Linked DNA regions of Gossypium hirsutum: region 1 is linked to region 2. Evidence: chromatin contacts called from public Hi-C data. All regions are on one chromosome and are shown on one strand. Each heading gives the region's core, a stretch centred on a gene start, on an enhancer-like site or on the middle of the called end of the contact. The rest is flanking DNA. Distances are from core to core; before and after follow the strand shown.

The links. A called contact is a pair of places that touch in the nucleus more often than the background predicts.
Region 1: a contact with region 2 is called in a Hi-C map of leaf, with 2.4 times the contacts expected there. The contact joins the promoter of LOC107941173 here to the enhancer-like site in region 2. A contact is called at or near these places in 5 of 34 Hi-C or Micro-C datasets (hypocotyl, leaf and petal).

What each region holds. Positions count from the first base shown.
Region 1 is chrA05:78,565,230-78,567,929 of Gossypium_hirsutum_v2.1, forward strand. LOC107941173 (auxin transporter-like protein 2) reads left to right here and starts at 1,369. Exons shown (of 11, transcript XM_016874728.2): 1 at 1,369-1,641.
Region 2 is chrA05:78,175,658-78,178,357 of Gossypium_hirsutum_v2.1, forward strand. No RefSeq gene overlaps it. Among protein-coding and RNA genes, the nearest start is that of LOC121229885, 6.9 kb to the right of the region's middle. Within about 2 kb of position 1,279, at least 7 of the 9 cell types and tissues checked have an H3K27ac peak or open chromatin away from gene starts, as enhancers often do. A contact at or near this core is called in hypocotyl and leaf, where this site is marked.

The DNA of each region.
Region 1 (2,700 bases), core at 119-2,618, 390 kb after region 2:
GATTTTAATTTTTTTTTGGTTGCGTCGCCCGATACATCTCTCAGTACAATGTGGCCAATATAATTTATCTCCAACTAAGTTGTCCTGCTTCTTTCAAGTCGACGAGTTGTAGTATCTACCTTAAATGTACTAGATTTTGAGATTTATCAAACATTAGAAAACCCCTGATTGACCTTAGGATGAATGCCCGGGGCATATTATTCTCTTTTAATGGTAATCACGAAGTTGTCGATATAATTGAAATTTTCTTCCAACCATAGTATCTTCCCTAATAGTTGCTTGCAAATTGCACTCCAATCGCCAATGACATTGCCGCTGTAATGATTGGTCCATCCACCGATAAACTGAATTGTAAAGCTACGTCCTTGAGTGTAATAGTACACTCACTGCACGAAAGATAGAATGTGTATGTCTCAGGTCTCCATCTTTCCATCAAAGCACGAATAAATGTGGGATCTTGTTTAGTCCCCTCTACCATACGAGACATGTGCAAGAATCTCACCTCTTGCAAGTGTTATTCACTAACACGTGGTGCCCTCACAATTAAATTGTGTATGTACGTCTCTAAAATTTGATTTTTGGCCTGATTATATAAACATAAAAAAATTATAAAATTAATAATATTAACAACTTAATAATGAACTTAATTAAAATTAAAAATTTTAATAAATTTTCTTACCATTTACAATAGGACACAAAAAATGTGATTGTCCTCAAAACGAATAAGCATAATTTTCATTATAAAAATCAATTAAAAAAAGAAATTACAAAGTATAAAATTAAAACAACAAGATTTTGAGAAAAATTGAATGAAAATTTGATAACTAAAAAATTTAGAGAATTGAAAGAATGGATGAATTAAGTGAATTGATACAACTATTAGAATGTGATTTAAATGAAAAAAAAACTAATTTATATAGCAAATAAAATAAAAAAATGATTTGAGTTTATACAGTAAATAAACTAACTGTTTTTAGTTGTTGAAGAAAATCTTTCTCGTTACATTTTTGATAATGCCTCCTACTAGACACAGTTTGATATGACTTGATAGGAAAGTAGGTGAATTTACCCTCAGTTATTAGCTTGTTTCATATACTTTTTTTTAATTTATCCTTTCTTCAAGCGAAGAATAGGAAAATTCTTCTAATTCTTGTTGGAATCTAAATGTGGAAAAGAAAGTGATTTTTTATATTTAATGGGCTTAAATCATAGGCTTAAAAGAACTGGGTATTTAGCTGGTTTTCTTAACGATAATAAGGCAATGTTTGGTTGGGTGTAATAGGAATAAATTATAGCCCAATTCAATGGGCCCACCACCAAACCAACATTTGGTTGCCTGTAATGGCTATTACACGCTGAATGGAATCAGCTTCCATGATACTACGGCCCGTAATAGCAATTCAGGGGCTTGGGGTCTGATTAGCTATTCAAAGGAACGAGTAATAACATTTTTCCCTATTTTGGACCAAAATATCCTGTCTCTCATCTTCATCTTCGTCGTTTTCACTTTTACACTTCCGACAATTTCTTCATAAACATTTTTCCCAAAGTAAACCCTATAGAAATTGGATCCTTAATCGACGAAAAATCAAGCTTCATTCACCATCTTCATCTTCCTTCCGTTGAACCTCCTTATTTACGGTAAGTGATCGCCTTTGATTCTTTTTTTTTCCTATGATTTTGTTAGTTAAAGTTCTTTTTCGGTCTCACTCTGATCCTTCTCGGTTTCTTCATTAGATCCTCATAATTTTTGTGTTCTTTTTTTTGGGGGGGGTTTCTAGAGTTTGATTTGGTAGCTGAATTATTTTGGGTTTTAATGAATCAAAAGCTTCAGCAAATTATTTTAAAATGTTCTTAGTTTGTTTGTGTGAATTTTGTAAATGTTTCATGCTAAATTTTTGTTTCTTAATTTTTGTTTCATGATTTAAGTGGCTGTGCTATGGTGTTACCCCTTTCTAGCTACTATTGTATCTGCTGCCTTGAAGTTCACCAGTCGCCACCGTCGTCTCCAACTGCCGCTATCGGCGTCGAGTTCAAATGAGGCTATGCTGCCATTTTTTTACCAACTTTTTGCTTATTTGTTTGCGTAGCTTGGGTTGTAAAATGTGAACAAAGTTAAGCTATTTGTTCTGCTCTTTCTGTCATTCTTCTTGTTTTTCTTCCTTCACACCACTCTCCTACCACCGTCAGCTTTCTTATTGAGGTCACATTCCATCGATTACCCTAACCAATCAAGATCCCATGGCTACACCATTGCCAATTCCACCTAAACTCCCTTGCAGCTAAAAGCTCTGACCTTTACTGCTTCGCTTGCCATGCTTACTTCTTTTCTCATTTTCCTCTTATTATTCCTATCTCCGGCTTTTTCTTTAAATTTGTGCTTTCTACTGAGCTTTTTATCTGATCTCTCATAGAAGGGTTAAGTATTACATTTGCTCAATCAATTCTGAGTATTATGGATGCTACTTGCGTCTGTTTGAATGCAAAAGCAAAATGGAATTCGATTTCATTTTGTTACGTTTGGAGTAAGAAATGTTAACTTTTTTCATTTTCTAATTTTTTTGCTTTTTTATGTGTTGTTTAATTATTTTAGAGTTGCAGAATTCTCACTGTAAATAAGTGCAAAAGTCTGTAATAGAAATTTGATAAATATGTATTGTTCACTTTTCACAATATTCCTAATTGCTCATATTCTTTAGT
Region 2 (2,700 bases), core at 29-2,528:
AAACACGGTGACCTATGAGGACACACTATGACGCGAAAGTTTCAACTTTAAAAAAAGCCCAGTGATATCACACCTTCCTCTAGTCTTATATATTTAAGTTGAATTTCGAATAGTAGATTAGAGAATTTGGACTTTTTGCACCAATTCTATTGTTCCCATTGATTATTGGAATTGTATAATTGGTTAGTATGGCCCCTCGTAAAAGTCCAATGTCTCAAAAAATCAAGAAGTGCAATGCTCTTGATGAACCATGGAGACGATTTGTCTTCAATGACGTTGTGACCCAAGTCGATAATTTTTTGGATAAATTGCTAATACCTGAGCATGGATTCAATTTTTCCATGCAATTATTTCACAATCCGATCATAACCAAGGACGATCGCTTATGGTGGTTCCAATTTTGTCGAATACCTCTAAAATCGTTAGTTATATCAATTATGTAGGAATTCTACGTGAGTTTCCCTGAGGCGTAAGACAATAAAGTCTTCATGAGAGGCATTTTCGTAGAAGCCTCTCCTACTGCAATCAAGGTGATTTATAAAACACCTCACTATATCCCAGAATTTTATGAAAATTTACAAGAAAATGAGGTGGATTATGACGAAATTATAAACTCGTTAACTGAAGGTAAAGGCATCTAGACTTGTAAAGCAGTGACCAGAGAACTCTTACAATTCCAACGATCCATCATGACCTCTAAGGCTAAAATGTGTATGTACTTTATTATTGCAATTTTTTTTCCTGCTCAGCATGTCACAGACCCATGATCATGCTCTTTTCTTGTATGAGATTTTCCAGAGTTGAAAGATAAATTTGGGGGATCAGATCCATTACAAAATGCAAAAAATGTGCCAGAGGGCACACACAAGGACTTTCGTATCCACATATAATCATAGAGATGTGTAGGAGGGTCGGTGTTGTGATAGATCCCGAGGAATCGACTTGCCCACCAAAGGGTGTTCTAAACGATATTATTATTGAGTGGTTTTATAATCAACATACAATTCGAATGGAAAGGAAGAATGAACAAGTAGCTGCACATCGGGAGTACACCAGAGACCATGGGCTCCCGAAACCAATGGAAGAGCCCCAATCCAGCAAACCCGATGAATAAGGAAATTCTCATGTAGATATTGACCCATGTCGAGTACCAAACAAGGTGGATGGCCCGTTTTGCTGAGCAATCAAGCGTAAACAACTTCCAATGGCCCTATTTCTGCACCAGCCCAACGGATGTAGATCCTTCGATAACGCCACAAAGTGGTAGTGCACGATCTAGACCACAAGAAAGAGGGATCCCCGTCTGCGACATACCCGACACCTTCCAGCTCGCATAAGAAGGACCATCCACATCAAGAAGGAAAGAGACGAGGTTCGTCTTGGACGAGAATGGTGTGAGCTCAGAAAAGTTTGATAACGACACTATTGTAGACTTATGAGGGAATTTTTCAATTTATAACTTCTTTTCTTTTTACAAAAAAAAAATTCATACTGTTAGTTAGATTTTTATTTTATTTTAAAAAATTTAGCATAATTTCTATTTTCAAGCTTAATTAGATTTTTTTTTAATTGTAAAAAAAAATTATGTGTAGGAACTCATAGTTTTTATGGCACAAAGTTTTTTAGAGCTAAACCGAAAAGTACGAAATGATCCAACAACATTCGCGACACTGACATGTTAAAATGGGTAATTTTGTTTCTTCATTATTATTGGAGAACATTAGGGACAATGTGTTAAATAAAGTGTGGGGTGATATAGAGTTTTTAATTTTTAAATGTTTCATTGGTATTTCTGTTAAATTTTTGTAATATTTTTAGTTGAATTTTTTCTTTATGTTGTGTCTGTGCTTGCGCTTATAGAAATACAAGTGATTGGTTAAGAGCATGTCCATGGGTTGTTTGATTAAACTGTAAATTTAGCTTGAAAATAAACAATTTTAGGTTATTTGCATTTAGACTAGTTTTTTTAATTTGTTAAATTGTAAAAAAGAAAAAGGAGTTAAATGTACCAAATGACATAGGTATATACGAGTAGGTATATATATTTGTTGAATAATAGGTTGTTTAAATTTGAATAATCAGTAATTAAATCCATAGTTATTGAAAAGGCACGGTATAATAAGTATAAAATCTTTACAAGTATGTGTTTTAAATTAAAAATGAATCAGCGAACAAAAGCATTGTGAAGGTTAAAAGCAAAGCGAGTGTGATAAAAGCATAGAACAAATAAAAGCCAAGACAGTGAAAAGTGATCATAGTGAAATATATCAAAAAGTTGTCCACATGGTCTGGGGTGATCCGCACGCTCGTGTGTCACACACGAGCGTGTCATAGGTAGTGTGAATGTTGGAGCTAATTTTTCAAAATTATTTTTTGACCCTCACGGTCTTAGTGGAGGCACACGGCCTAAAGACACGATCATGTGACCCAGATGCCCATGTACACAAGCATGGGAGAAGCGAACAACAACAACACACAGTCTGAGTGATACCACACAGCATGGCCACACGGTCGTGTATGACACATAGCCTAGTCACACAGTCATGCAAAGGCCGTCTAGACACTAAAGCAAATTTTTAAAATTTTCTAATAAGCTACATGGCCTAGCCATATGACCATAGTTTGGCCATACGGCCATGTTCCCTCTTTTAATACTAGGGGGTTTTCAATTTTTTTTCCTTCCCCCAACACCATCGTGGG